Linked DNA regions of Mus musculus: regions 1, 2, 4 and 5 are each linked to region 3. Evidence: chromatin contacts called from public Hi-C, HiChIP or PLAC-seq and promoter capture Hi-C data. All regions are on one chromosome and are shown on one strand. The core of a region is the stretch at or near the end of the contact, and the rest is flanking DNA. Distances in the headings are between cores, read along the strand shown.

The links. Promoter capture Hi-C pulls out the DNA fragments that hold promoters and counts their contacts. Hi-C and Micro-C count contacts between places; a contact is called where the count stands out from the background. HiChIP or PLAC-seq counts read pairs in DNA pulled down with a chosen protein or histone mark.
Region 1: an H3K4me3 HiChIP or PLAC-seq map of craniofacial prominence shows a contact between it and region 3, with 3 times the contacts expected there. The contact joins the enhancer-like site here to the promoter of Marchf7 in region 3. A contact is called at or near these places in 4 of 39 promoter capture datasets (the C10 cell line, embryonic stem cells, hippocampal neurons and 1 more), 2 of 484 Hi-C or Micro-C datasets (cerebral cortex and cortical neurons) and 7 of 115 datasets of contacts at active chromatin or transcription factors (the 230-238 cell line, cardiomyocytes, craniofacial prominence and 4 more).
Region 2: a Hi-C map of uterus shows a contact between it and region 3, with 5 times the contacts expected there. The contact joins the enhancer-like site here to the promoter of Marchf7 in region 3. A contact is called at or near these places in 7 of 39 promoter capture datasets (the 3T3-L1 cell line, frontonasal cranial neural crest, hippocampal neurons and 4 more), 1 of 15 datasets of contacts at CTCF or cohesin (pro-B cells), 4 of 484 Hi-C or Micro-C datasets (cortical neurons, olfactory sensory neurons and uterus) and 7 of 115 datasets of contacts at active chromatin or transcription factors (cardiomyocytes, craniofacial prominence, embryonic forebrain and 4 more).
Region 4: a promoter capture Hi-C map of embryonic stem cells shows a contact between it and region 3, with 2.1 times the contacts expected there. The contact joins the enhancer-like site here to the promoter of Marchf7 in region 3. A contact is called at or near these places in 3 of 39 promoter capture datasets (embryonic stem cells, hippocampal neurons and pre-B cells) and 3 of 115 datasets of contacts at active chromatin or transcription factors (embryonic stem cells, extraembryonic endoderm stem cells and large pre-B cells).
Region 5: a Hi-C map of bone marrow-derived macrophages shows a contact between it and region 3, with 20 read pairs. The contact joins the enhancer-like site here to the promoter of Marchf7 in region 3. A contact is called at or near these places in 9 of 39 promoter capture datasets (the 3T3-L1 cell line, cranial neural crest, hematopoietic stem and progenitor cells and 5 more), 2 of 15 datasets of contacts at CTCF or cohesin (the NIH/3T3 cell line and pro-B cells), 5 of 484 Hi-C or Micro-C datasets (bone marrow-derived macrophages, centroblasts, cerebral cortex and 2 more), 10 of 115 datasets of contacts at active chromatin or transcription factors (bone marrow-derived macrophages, embryonic forebrain, embryonic limb bud and 6 more) and 5 of 9 other capture datasets (adipose tissue, embryonic stem cells, liver and 2 more).

What each region holds. Positions count from the first base shown.
Region 1 is chr2:59,771,079-59,773,786 of GRCm38.p6, forward strand. Tanc1 (tetratricopeptide repeat, ankyrin repeat and coiled-coil containing 1) reads left to right here. Exons shown (of 27, transcript NM_198294.3): 6 at 54-184; 7 at 1,275-1,461. Among named protein-coding and RNA genes, the nearest start is that of Wdsub1, 110 kb to the right of the region's middle. Within about 2 kb of position 1,308, at least 37 of the 459 cell types and tissues checked have an H3K27ac peak or open chromatin away from gene starts, as enhancers often do. A contact at or near this core is called in craniofacial prominence, where this site is marked.
Region 2 is chr2:59,744,945-59,747,644 of GRCm38.p6, forward strand. The region is part of intron 4 of Tanc1 (tetratricopeptide repeat, ankyrin repeat and coiled-coil containing 1); the gene reads left to right. Among named protein-coding and RNA genes, the nearest start is that of Tanc1, 130 kb to the left of the region's middle. Within about 2 kb of position 1,382, at least 56 of the 459 cell types and tissues checked have an H3K27ac peak or open chromatin away from gene starts, as enhancers often do. A contact at or near this core is called in embryonic stem cells, stem cell-derived epiblast-like cells, trophoblast stem cells and 1 more, where this site is marked.
Region 3 is chr2:60,208,651-60,211,350 of GRCm38.p6, forward strand. It overlaps Marchf7 (membrane associated ring-CH-type finger 7), which reads left to right and starts at 1,286. Exons shown (of 10, transcript NM_020575.2): 1 at 1,286-1,434. It also overlaps a transcript of Baz2b not described here.
Region 4 is chr2:59,721,837-59,724,536 of GRCm38.p6, forward strand. The region is part of intron 3 of Tanc1 (tetratricopeptide repeat, ankyrin repeat and coiled-coil containing 1); the gene reads left to right. Among named protein-coding and RNA genes, the nearest start is that of Tanc1, 110 kb to the left of the region's middle. Within about 2 kb of position 1,360, at least 8 of the 459 cell types and tissues checked have an H3K27ac peak or open chromatin away from gene starts, as enhancers often do. A contact at or near this core is called in embryonic stem cells, where this site is marked.
Region 5 is chr2:59,924,013-59,926,712 of GRCm38.p6, forward strand. Baz2b (bromodomain adjacent to zinc finger domain, 2B) reads right to left here. Exons shown (of 36, transcript NM_001001182.3): 20 at 2,008-2,148; 21 at 649-903. Among named protein-coding and RNA genes, the nearest start is that of Gm52554, 43 kb to the left of the region's middle. Within about 2 kb of position 1,444, at least 3 of the 459 cell types and tissues checked have an H3K27ac peak or open chromatin away from gene starts, as enhancers often do. A contact at or near this core is called in bone marrow-derived macrophages, where this site is marked.

The DNA of each region.
Region 1 (2,708 bases), core at 58-2,557, 440 kb before region 3:
GAAGCCAGAACTCCCCATTCGGGAATCTTCACTGTTGTCTTTCTTTGTTCCAGAAGCGAAGGCTGATAATGAACCGAGCTGCTCTCCAGCAGCTCAAGAACTGTTGACAAGGCTGGGATTTCTACTGGGAGAGGGGATCCCGAGCGCCACACACATAACCATTGAAGACAAAAATGAAGCCATGGTAATGCCAGAGGAAGAAGCTGCATTTCCTACATGCTCAGCATGCACCCTACCGGCACGTGTGGGAGAGTGGGGCTCTCATTACTGTTTGGTCAAATGAGTTCTGGGCACTTGTGTTTTGAAATTTAATACAACAGTTAGTTTCTGGGTCTCAGCTGGGGATAGTGGTGGAAATTGTTAAGGACAAACAGAAGGGATCAGAACTTAAGAAAATGTCCATATTAACCTTACAGCCATGGCCCAGAGAATATCAGCTACATGTCGTCTTGTAATAAGGGTACTTCTGTCTTGAGAGCACCGTTACTCTCACGAACTGCTTTGGTCTGTGGTTTTCTGTGCTCTCTCAGCTGTTGGGATGGGGGGTGAGGGGGAAGTCAGTGGGGTGAAGAGAATATTGATAGGAGATGAGGTAGAGACAAAATGGGAGAGAATCAAATGTCTCACCCTTCAGGGAGACGCACTCCGTCTCAGGGAACCCAGCCACCAGGCTCCCGCCACCTGTGAATGTGCAAGTAGCAGTGCAAGGAGTTGGGACTTCTGCCTCCCTCCACCCAGGGTCTCTGTGAGGAGGCATGGCTGGGGCGGAGGGTGGCGGGGGAGGGCGTTGATGGAGACTGCAGTGGTCACCAGTCTCCTTTCCTGAACACACAGCTTATAAATCTTGAGGAATAAAGTCAGGCTGCCGTGCTTGTGAAACATTATAGAAACATGGTCCCCAGGTTTCCCCGCACAGAGGTCAAATAACCCATTTGTCTTCTTGAGGCTTTAAATGAAAGGAAGTCTGCCTGTTGGCCATCTCTGTTTTATGAATTTGTGTTCCCACTGAAGCATTGCTAAGACTGCCCTTTTAGTTGAAACCTCAAAGGAGGCAACCAGAACAAAGAAAGACACATCTCTTTTAAGCATTTTGGAAAATCGTGTCTGTCCCTATTTAGCTACAGAAGTTAAAAAAAAATGTCTCCGTTTGTCTTGTGTTTAAGTTTCATCATTTTGGCGTCCAAAACAAAAACATGTGTTGAAGCACACATACTGTGTAAGCCGTGTTAACCCCTCCCTCCCTCTCTCCCTCCCTCCCTCCCTTCCCCTTGCAGTGCACAGCCCTGAGTCAAGGCATCAGCCCTTGTTCCACACTCACAAGCAGCACTGCCTCTCCCAGCACCGACAGCCCCTGCTCGACCTTGAATAGCTGTGTCAGCAAGACGGCAGCCAGCAAAAGTCCCTGCGAGACCATTAGCAGCCCCAGTTCCACCCTGGAAAGCAAGGACAGTGGAATTATAGGTAAGAAGCACACTACCTGGCAATGTAACGGCCCGATGCATGGCAGCCGGAGCACTATAGCCACCTCGTGAGAGGGTTCCTTGTGGCCCGTGAAGGTCAAACTGTAGACACACCCCCCGCCCCCCTTACTGCTGACAACTCGGGGGCTGCCTGCAGCCAAGAGAATGAATTTTAGCTTCTCTATTCCTTGATGTTTATTTTATATCACTGCACCCATATGCTTTTTTTTTTTCTTAAAACAAAAACAAAAACAAAACCCCTCCCACCTTCCCGGTCACTTCATTCCTTTGCATTAGGTCCCCTTAGGGCACCACAGCAGGGTAATGAAATGCCTGCAAATAAAGCAGTTTTCACAACCAGATCTCAAGGTTGCTTTCCCGCCTGATGACCTATGGGGCTTGTGTTCTCTGAATGTTGCTTATAATGGGATCTGGTCACTGTTTTGAGGCCAGGGTTTTCTAAGAAAGCCTTCCTGGGCCTCCTGGTAGATGCAGTCCTGCTGAGTTGAAGACTGAATTCTAATGGGCTTGAGCAATATTGAATTAACTCCTTCACATACTTCCTTGTCTAGAAAACCAAGGATTTCAGCTAATTCGTTAGCCCGTAGACCTGTGCGATATTAGAATCCAGTGACTCTGAGAGTGTTCATTTCCGTACCCCAGCCTGGACTGATTGTTCGTATGATCCTGCAGGCGTGCTCAGCGGTGGCAGAGCAGTGATCTAGGGTGTCTGCTTTCCACCAGCAGACGGGTACAGTCGGGTGGGACCCAAAGGCGTCACTCGAGCCTTCTGCTGTACAATCATGTTGATATCACAGTGGGCCTCTTCTGAACAGTTCCCGGCCTTCCCTTTGCTGGGCTATGGCCATGTCTTTGAGGAGCCGTTATGTGCCATCTTTCATCAGCTCCATAGTCACATTAATACGTAGTCAAATAGACCTCTGAGCTCCGTGTTCTCTGGTCACTTGCGCTTTCATCCAAGTATAATTTAAAAACCAAATCATGCGTTTATCCAGTTCAGACTTTGAAGATGCTCCTGAACCCCACACCCGTGAAAGTACTGGGGTCCCGCTGTAGATCTCTGCATGTATTGGGGAGGACCCAGCTACAGCCAGGAGGCTGATCTCGGTGGGACCGAACTCTTACGGATCCGTTTCATGTTGCACTCATTTCGGTTTCAAAATGTAATCTACGCCGGGCGTGGTGGTGCACGCCTTTAATTCCAGCACTCAGGAGGCAGAGGCAGGT
Region 2 (2,700 bases), core at 132-2,631, 460 kb before region 3:
GAGTGCCTGCTTATTGGAACGTGTCTGATGTTTTTCTCACCATCAGCCAGGACTTAGGAGTTTGGGGTGACCTCTTTATCCCGCGGAGTCGAAGGTGTGTACCAACAGTGTAGTTCGCCTCTCTTGGTTGATCTTCGTCATCCAGCCAAGGTTGTGGCTGTTCACTTTCTACACTGAACCTACCCTGTCTTCTTCTCTCCTTGTCTCCGTCCACCACATAAAGAAGACACTTTATTCTCTGCATGGGCACTGTGCGAAGCCCACAGGTAAGGCTTGGAGCAAAGCCCGTCACTTCTGAGCATGGAGTATCTATATAAATTGTTGGCGATTATTCTGTATCTTGAGAGCTGTCTCTTTCCCCGTTCATTTATTCCAGTACAGATTTAAGTGTGCACGGACTTTCAGATTTTCCCCTGAGTAACGAGGAGCACTCAGGCCTTTGCATCCGCTTTGGTGCCTGGGTGGCTCTCCGTGAAGCTGGGTGTGCTGCGGCTATCCAGGGTCTGTTCTGTTAGGCCAAGTGTACAATGGGCAGGAAGTTGTTGCCTCTGAGACTGAACTCCTTAGTGTAACTGCTAAGCATATACGTGTTACCTAAAACCTTAAAAACATCCAGGACTTCATCCTGCTTAGGGTGGCGACCATTTCTTGCCTTGATGGTGAAGAAACCTTTCCCAGCAAGCCTCAGAGCTTTTGTCTGAAACTGGCATCGGAGCAGCGCCACCTTGTGGTAAATACTGAGTCTTCCAGGAACAATGCCTTCTAAATTCTGAAACTCTTAACTGTTCAAGCAGCAAGTTTTAAAAAGAAAAATAGTTTTGTTCTTTAAAGGGAGGCCGCTACTTTGGTATATATTGTGTTATTACCAAGTTTAGATAAAAGATACATGAGTTATAGTTGTTCTAAAAACAAAAGGAAGTAACCTGGGATTAACAGTGGTTTCTGCTCAGTCACAAGGACACAAGGAGTTTGGATTCCTGCATTCTTGTCTGGCAAGTGCCTGTTAACTCTAGCCCCAACTCTGAGGGACCCGGTGCCCTCTCCTGGCCTCTGCGTGAACACAGGCATGGCTATCCTGTGCACACACGTTTTTGAAAGCTTCAACCTTATGTCAATCTCACTCAGCTTTAGTAGGATAATCAGATACATTGTAGCAGCTTTCGCTAATAAAAGCCCCGCAGGCACCTGGGCTGTGGTGTGTTCAGGGTAGAAAGCCGCCTTTCTGTTGTCTTGAACCCAGAACACTGACAGAGTCAGCCCCACTGCTGAGGAGGTTGCAGTGATCTGGGTCCCTGCCAGGGGAATGGTGACTAATCGCCCCGCCCAGAACATCACTGCATGGTGTCTGCAGATGTTTCAGCGCGCAGAAGGTGTGTGCTTTTCAGAGATCTCACTATCAAGCCTGTGTGTCAGACACAAGCCCAGTCTGCTCTTCCACTTACTGACCCTGTACAGTAAGGTCCTGACTGCCGAGATGGCTTTGTGGTTGAGGCCAGCGTGCTTCCTCAAGACAGCCAACACAGCACAGCAGCGAGCTGCCTTGTACTTTCAAGGACATGGGCAATGATGCATGATGGGTAGCCTTGCCACCTGGGTAGGAGCTGGAGAACAAGGAGGGACCTGGAGTTCAAGAATCCCTTTCCTTCCACTAATATTTTGAAAGGAAGGCTTGACCTCACCAGGTCGAGAGACTATTTTAAGATGAGCCTTTCATCTCTAAAATGAATCTTACATTGCTTTCAGTGTTTTCTATTTACAATTTAGAGCATGTTTTCCATAGCATTTAAACTCAGTTTCTGAGCCTTGCATTTATTAATTAATCTAAAATCATATTTAACATGAATATCACCTGAGACTGAGACTCACACAATTCTGGTAGGACGTGAAGGCTGGCTCAGTCTTTACCGTTTACTACACTTCTTTTTTTTTTTTTTTTAAGACTAGGAATTCTCTACTAGACATACTCTGTGGTTGTGGTAGAAGTGACAAGCATGCTCCTAAATAACTATCGTGTTGCTGCTCTGAGTTTATTTCAGCTCTTCATTTAGTGTAAACTCTGCTTAGGTTGTAGGACAGCTGATAAACTCAACGCAGGAGAGGTGAGATTAGGGACAGAAAATGCGTGTTACTATGTCAGGATTAAAGTTGGCTTCGAGTACGGAGCCCCGTCAAACATATAATAGTTGAAACAAGATACCTACTGCCCTTTCTTTTTAGCAGTGCACATTACCTTCAAGTACCTTGGTGCCATGAAGTTCCCCTCGTGGGGGAGGGGCTGGGAGGAGTTGGGCATGGTGGTGCTCCCATGTTGGTATTGAAGTGTAGGTGTTTCCTGGGGCTACGGTGGCGTGTTATCTCCATTTGGTGGTTTCAGCTGTTTGTCTCTCTGAGCCGCAGGCACCGTCCATAGAGTACTTGTCTGGGAAAATGCTTACCTTCTGTAGCTCCTGATGGCCACACCCTCCTCTCTCTACTTCTGTGGCAGTCTTATCCCCTCCTTTCTCATACTAACACCCATGTGTGTGGGACCTGTCTGGATGATTCCAGTTGGTTCCTCACCTTAGGTTTCTTATCCTAACCCCAGTTTCTGTAAGCCTCTAGAAATCAAGTGACTTGATTGGGGACGTGTCTTACCTTATTACACACTTCTAACACAGTGTTGCCTGAAGGCCTCGTGAAAACTTTCTAAGTTACTCTGCA
Region 3 (2,700 bases), core at 36-2,535:
ATCTGTACTTAATTTTATCCTTTACCAGACACTTTGTCTACTACATGCCCTAAAAGGATGACACCTGGGTGTCAACTTTAACAAAATTAAAAAAAAAAACAACCCAAAACCCTTAAGTTTGTACGAAATTTATTAGTGATGAGTGAAGAAAAATGAGAGATGATTACTGACTGTATATATGTATATATACATATGTGTATATATATATATATATATATATATATATATATATATATGTAGCATTTCACTTAGTCACTTAGTGGAATTATGTAGATCCAAGTTATTCTTTGAAACAAACACCCTTAAATCAAATAGGTCACTTAAAAACCCAAGTGCCCTCCCTGTGCTTCCAAGTTTTAGTAAGAACTTACCGTTAAACAACTTGCGTTTGGTCCATCATTGAAACGCCACATAATTTGTGGCTTTTCCCATACTCTCTTGCATTTCTTAGTCCTCATTTACATCTTAGTTTAACCACATTCACCGTGGTTTCTGAAAGTTTCTTCTCGTATTCCTCAGACTACGTCACAGATTCCCTCGCTCTTTCTAAATAAGTGAATGTCTGCTGCAAAACCTGTAGCTGCGCTCTCAGAGCTTAAAAAGCCCGATTTTTTTTTTTTTTTTTTAAGATTCCGAAGTGATCGTCCAAATACCCCGTCGCTACAACTTATTTACTCCAGGGAAACTGCCAGCAGCAGGGTGTAGGAATCAATCGGAAGGCTGTAGTAGGTGGAGGGAGAGCTGTCAAATCCTACAAGGTTGGGCAGGGAGGACGCGCCGGGGAGGCTCGAGGGGAGGTGGGGGAAAGGCAGCGTCGGACTCCATTCCGTAAACAGTCCCTGCGCCACTTGCCGAGCGCAGAGAAAACAAAATCCACCCCCGCAACCAGCCGGGCGGGACCCGGAGCGGCGGGCCTGGTAGGGGCCCGCGGCGGGCGCGGGAGCCAGGCGGGCGCCGAAGCCCCTCGCACTGCGGGCGGCGACCGGCCCGCCCGGCCTCCCGCGCCGCGCCGCTCCGGGCGCCCGCACGCCCGCACGTCGCCGACCGTCTGCGGCCGCTTACCGTGGCGCCTCGCAGCTTCCCCCGAGGCGGCCCTCAACGGCTGCCGCAGTCAGAGCACCACCCCGCGGCGGGGCACGTCTAGCCCGCCCGCAGCTCCCGGCTCCCCCGCAGCGCCGCCAGCGCCGCCGCCGCCGCGGCTCTCGCGAGAAGCGGGCGAGCGAGCGCGCAGGGGGCGGGGGAGGAGGAAGGGCGGGGCTGCCAACGGCGGCGGCCACTTCTGCGGCGCATCCGGAGGGGCGGCCGCCATTGTGCTTCGTCGCCGACTTCTCTGCCGGTAGCCCGAGAGCCGAGCCGAGCCCAGCGAGGAAGGCGGCGGCGGTGTGGCTGCGGCGAGCGCGACACTCCCTGCAGCGGAGTGCTCGGTGGAAGAGGGTAAAGAGCGGCGGCGGCGGCGTGGGGGGGAGGGGAGCGCTGGAGTGCGAGCCACCCCCACCCCCACCCGGGACCCCGGGGGCAGGGCGGGCGGGCGGGCGGGCAGATGGTGCGCGTCCCTCGGGGACCCGCGACGACCTGCGGCGCCGGGCGGCCGTAGTGCGGGGTCGGCTCACCCGGGATTTCGGTCGGTTTCCCCCAGTCCCCTCGGAGTAGGTGGAGGGAGGTAGGCCTCTCGGTGGCCCCGCACCGGGAGTGGCGTGACACGGGCATGTGAGGCAGGAAGGCTGGCTCTCCTGACCCGGGGCGAGACACGGGTGTAAGGGGCCGACTCTAGACACGCAAGGTGTGAGTAGTAAAATGCACCCTCACCTTGGAGAAACTGCGTAGTGAAGAGCGCGCACGCACACACACACACACACACCCCGAAACCACTACAGTGAACACCCTCCTTCTCCACCCCCCTACAAAAGTACGTGTTGGTATATGGGGGTGGAAATCCGTGTGGGTCATAAACATGACGTCACGATCAGTGTGAAAACAGTTTAAAGAGCGGGTCCGGGTCACACGCCATTCTGTAGTTTGTGTGTGTGTGTTTTTATTGTCTTCAGTGTCCTTATTTTTTAAGTCCCACCCCCCCTCCCCCGTTTGTATCCAGAACGTAGGGGTGAGTACCGAGATACCGTCCTGATTGACAAACAATAGTACTCTCACTAAAAAAGGTAGATCCTATGTAGTCTCACAAGATAACCCGAAATGGGGTCAGTATTTCCTTTTGAGGAGCTTTTGTGTGTGTGTGTGAGTGAGAGAAGCAGCAGTTGTGCTGAGGCAGTCGCAATGGAACCAGAAACTCTGGCATCGCCATGACCATAGTTATTTTACCTCTTAAGATCTCCTAGTTGAGATGAGTCCCCTCCACCCCCGACTCCTGGGATGCCTTTTTTAAGGAGATAGTGTGTGAAGCAGTCAGCAGAGCAGGCACACTACAGGGCATAATACTTGTACTGTGGATTTTTAATGACTTCAAACAGAAGGAATTTACCACCAAGTTTTATCATCAAGCATTCTGGTCAGAACGAAACTTGGACTTTGTGAGTTGTGTCCCTATAGCTTCATGTTTTTATGGGTTGATTAGAGGGCTCTTACCTTGTGTTTCCCGCTGGCACTGAACTCATGATGTTATCCAGACCCACCTCTAAGGTAAGATACTCTTGCTTAAGCCTTCTGAGCTCCGGGATTGCTGTGCCACCAGATCAACACCACCAC
Region 4 (2,700 bases), core at 110-2,609, 490 kb before region 3:
GAACAGCATGTTTGGGACAGATACCGTCAGGAGATGGCAAAGTCAAAGCTGGAATGGAAGCCCCCTCCCCCAACCCCGTCTCTAAGTTCCATTTTTATTGCAGCCTACATAAAATCAAAGAGCTGGAGCCCAGCTGGTCCCAAGGCCGAGGGTCCTCATGGCTGCCACATGCCTTGGAGGCTCTGTCTTACAGACTTGCAGTTAATGAAAATATTTGCTTTGCTCGATACAAACAAAGTTTACGGGCAGGATTTGTGATTAGGAAATGCTTTAAATCTGCACTCCAGCCCCTAATTTCTCTTGTTCTGTGTTAGAGAATTCTGTCTCTGAGATAGTGACCCTTTTCTCAGGAACAAGCTTAACTTTTTAGAAAGTTTCTGGCAATGGTGTGTGTATTTCCATTTCTTTGTGTTCCAATCAAAAGGAAGGGACTGAAAGTCTGGGTTTGCACGTGTAGGTCAGAAATCTTTCCAAGTGGGTAGGGAGACTATTCCTTATGGCCTAGCGGGCCACCTCGCTGCCATTTACAGACCAAGTCTGTGACTTAGGTAGTACATGAGGCCATGTAGCTCTCTCCTCAAACACATGGAAAATCAGCCTTGCCTGCTGCTCCGCTATCCTCAGTAACTGTGGGGGTGTAACTACTTATATGTTCTTGTCCGACTCCTGTTGCCTAAATCTTGTAGATGCTGTATCTGCTTATAGAACCGAATGGTAGTAGGATCTGGTCATGGAACTAGTTGTGAGACAGAGAAAGTAAGTGCCGGAAGCTCTCATGAATCTCTTCTGAGTATAAGCATACAGCCCCGTTGGGAAATGTGCTCTGGTTGTAGCCACAGAAGTGGTAGTCAGGGTGCCTCATGCACTGGCTATAGATCTCAAGAGGTGGTATCGTCAAGAGTCCAGGGGGTGTAACGGTCCAAGGCAGGGACCTCTCCTGTTCACCTGGACAATATAAGGGGCCTCTACTAACTAACTCCTGTTTACCCTCCCCTCTTAGGGGTAGAATGCCTTGGCCACCTGCCTTTAGTGTGTTTGTAATTCTAGTGAGGGCTGTCTAGTAATTGTGTATTTCTTCCCTCTTCAAATGAGTGGCCTGGGCAATTAGTGATAACTCATCAGTGTCTCAGGTTTATTGAAATGCCTCGAGTGTAGTTGGCCCAGGTGAGGCTGAAGATTCTTTGCTGACTCTGCCAGCTTGCCCACAGCTTTGCCCTTGACAGCTCTGTCACCTTTGAGTTGCTTGCGAAGCCAAGGCTTCAGTGTGTTCCCCCAGGCTGGGGCAGGGTTAACAGCCCTTCCCATGTGAAAAGCCAGCACAGCAGTATAGCATGAATAATGGTGGTTTGGGTCACATCCCTTTCTGGCCTTATGCACAGAGATCTGGGGGGGGAAAAAAAAAGAGTGCCTGCTTGGCTAGACATCTCAGAGGGTTCATCCCCCCACCCCCAAGGGTGGTACATGGGTTTCTTTTGTAGCCAGGAAGTCATGACAAAGCCTAGTTGGAAAGAGTCTTTGTCAGACAGACAGGTTTTGCTTATGGAAAACTTACGTGTCTCCTCCGAATTCTACTGTCTATAATTTAGAACTTTGAAGATGGTTTGTAATCTATGGAGTGATGACTCAAGTTTCTTTGCTGTCCTTGGTTGCTTCTTGGTGCATTCTGAGGAATGTGACTTGGGGTGAGGCGGCCAACTTGGGGGAGGGGCAAGATAGGAGGAAAGTGTATCATCTGAGTGCATTTAACCAGCTACGCTTCTTCTCTAAGAGGCTCGTCCCTGCTGAGGCCTGTGTCCCTGTATTCCTTGTATACTATAATTGCATCCTCTATGTTGGAGAGGCCTGTATCCCTGTATCTTCTGTACACTATAGTTGCATCCTATATCCCTGTATTCTTTGTACACTATAGTTGCATCCTCTATATTGGAGAGGCCTGTATCCCTGTATCCTTTGTATACTATAATTGCATCCTGTATCCCTGTATCTTTTGTACACTATAATTGCATCCTCTATATTGGAGAGGCCTGTATCCCTGTATCTTCTGTACACTATAGTTGCATCCTGTATCCCTGTATTCTTTGTACACTATAGTTGCATCCTCTATGTTGGAGAGGCCTGTATCCCTGTATCTTTTGTACACTATAATTGCATCCTGTATCCCTCCCTGTATCCTTTGTACACTATAGGTGCATCCTGTATCCCTGTATTCTTTGTACACTATAGGTGCATCCTGTATCCCTGTATTCTTTGTACACTATAGGTGCATCCTGTATCCCTGTATCCTTTGTACACTATAGGTACATCCTATATATTGGAGAATCTGCTTATTCTTGAAAGTTTGATTTCATAATGGTGTGCTAGTTTGTTCCCAGGTTCCTTTGGGGGTTAGATCCTAGGGGAACCTGCTCAGAATTGAGCGTTGTGATGGGTTGGGGTTGGCCGGGGTTCAGTGAGGGAAGAGTAGGTGGGATCTGAAAAGAGAAAAGTGAGGCCAGGAAGCCCTGTGGGTGCAGTCCAGGTCTTCCATTGGGATTCCCATATTGGAGGAAGCAGACTCGGGCTGGAAGTCCAGAGAGTTCCTGGCTTTGGACCTTGTGTGGCAGTTGAGTGGTACAGAAGGCCTCCTGACAGAATTAACTCATGCTTTTGTGGTAAAGCTTGAGTTCCCCTGCAGGCAGTGGAGTTCAAGAGTGATCAGGA
Region 5 (2,700 bases), core at 194-2,693, 280 kb before region 3:
AGCATTCTTTATCTCCAAAGCTGTTTTCTAACTCCTGGCAGAGTAAGGCTGATCAAAGGCATGGTGACTATTTTACCCCTTTATGTATGGCACATGTTTTATAGGTAAGACCAACACATAGGCATACGGGGAGACCACTGCATCTGGAAGCTTATCCTTTTACCGTCCTATCTAAAGCCAAACTCCCTGGAGTGTGCATGTGAGCAGAACAAATGACTGGGAACAGGGAGTGCCTATGACCACTATAGAGTCAGCACCTTAACTGATGATTCAGCCTATTGTTCATAGCAACTGACAAAGGAAAACTTAGAATAAGCATGCAAGTTCTAAGTCCTTCATAAATATGAATTCTGTTTTTGACATACATCACTGGACGATTTCCTTAAGTTGACTGGGACTTTGCCTATAGCTAGAACAATAGAGAGTAACTGAGAGACGGTCTGGTTCATATTCTTAAGGTCTAGCAAGATTCTTCTACATTTGCTAATTGCAACCTATTATAAATAATTCCATTAATTCCAAGACATATATATAGGGAAGCAATGAGATAGAGAGAAATCAACACACTCTTCTGCTACCATGAAAGTTAACTAGAAACGCATGTAGAGTACACACTTAAAACAGTTGGTTATAGTTTGGAGTTTTTACCTTGTATCCTGTAATTAGACCTGGATCACATACAGCAGCTGAGAGGAGCCTCACAAGCAAGTCTTGTACTTCACCCATGCTGTCCCCTATATTTAGCAATCCCTCTTGAAGAACACTGAGGTTTGGAACATCAATATTCACATCAAAGCCCAAAACTTTACCAAAGTTTCGTAAGAACTGCACCACCATGAGACAGTCTGAAAATGTGGTTCCAGAGAGCACAAGTCCCGGGATGCGAGGCCACTCTGGCAAGGGCTGCAAGGAGAACACAGGTAAAATTGAAAAGTTTAAAAATCAAACCAGGACCTTATTTGTACATACAGCATTATGTATGAATTCAAGTGTATGCACACATGTTGACACTAAGTGCCTTCCTCAGTTGCTCTCTACCTTACTAAACATCTATCTATCTATCTATCTATCTATCTATCTATCTATCTATCATCTATCCATCCATCCATCCATCCATCCATCCATCCATCCACCTACCTTCCTACCTGTTTGTGTTCTACATGTACAGATATGAGCATGCAAGTTACTGGTCTGTCTGTGTGTGGTGCATGTATGCAGGTATGTGCTTGCAACAATGTGAGTAGATTTTCTCCTTCTATCACATGGGCTCTGGAGGATCGAATACAAATTGTCAGGCTTGATCGCAAACACTTTCTCATTGAGCAATCCCACCAGCCATTCCCCACATTTATGCACGCACTTCACTTTTTGAAACAGAGCCTCCCACTGAACCGGATGCTCATCAATTTGGCTAAGCTGGTTGGCTGGAGAATTTCTTCCTCTTCTGTTCTGGGTTTAACTAAATATATTTTTGATAATTCACATGACTTAAGTGAAAAGAGAAGTTGCAAGAAAATAGCATCCAGTTCGAATTTTAAAAGCCTGGTCACTGTAAATTTAGTAAGTGTGTTAGCTGACTTACAGGAAAGACCCATGCTGGTTAGGAAAATGTAAATATCCAAACACATGAAACTAGTACCAAGGGGTTCCTGTTGGTACTTAGAACTGTACCAAGCATGTAGTAAACACCTCCTTTAAAGGTTGGCTAACAGCTAAGTTTCTGCTAATGTACCGGAGAATTCACAGCTCACTCTAATTCACTAAGGACTCTGCGGTGTGAAGCCTTTCTGTGCCTCAGTGTCCGCGCAGTGTAACACAGCCACGGAGCACGTCTGCTTCCCTGACCTTTCCTTGCTGGTTTCCATGGCTTAGTTATGAAAAGTGAGAGGTTTTCAGTGACACAGTGGCTGCCACCACAGGGACAGTTGACCTAGGCTTGGAAACTAATGGTTGTTCTGGAAAAAGGGATCTGGTGAGACAACTGGAGGAGGGCATGGCAGGAGTCACCTTTTGGTCTGCTAAGCACATGTCTTCCTTAGGTTTCTTTAGCTCCTTCGCCATTTCTAACTCCAGTCTCCGCTGCTCTAGTTTGCGTTCCTTATTCAATCTTTTCTCATCACGTTTCTCTTGCTTCAATCGTTCTTTTTCCTTAAAGACAAAATCATGCACACGAGCATTTAATCCTTACAAGTGTTTGAAAACACTCTAGTGGAGGTATTTCAACAGTGATCAGATTATTATTGTTTCAACGAACAAAATCACCCTAGGAAGCCTAGGAACAAGTTTAGAATTACACAGCAACACGACTTACTCTGTTTTAAGTATTCCAACCTCTGGGTAGCTTAACAAGCCTGAGCATATGTGCACATCTGTGTGGCTCTGCTCAGTTCTCACCTCAGCCATACACTCCCGAGCCCCTGAGCTGAGTTATAGGCACTTACAGGCTGCCTGATGTGGGCACTAGAAACGGACCATGGTCCTCTGCAAGAGCAGCAGGCATCCTGAACCACCGAGCCTTTCCTTCATCACTGGCAGCTACTGAATTTTTAACTAAATTATGGTTGGTAATCATATTATACATCTTTAATATCTAACCAAAAACTTTTAAATCTCAGGACTATATACCCTTGATACTAGATTCAACGAAGACTTCTGTTATCCAAAACTTGTTTGGCCTTTTGTCTTTGTATGAAAATCTAT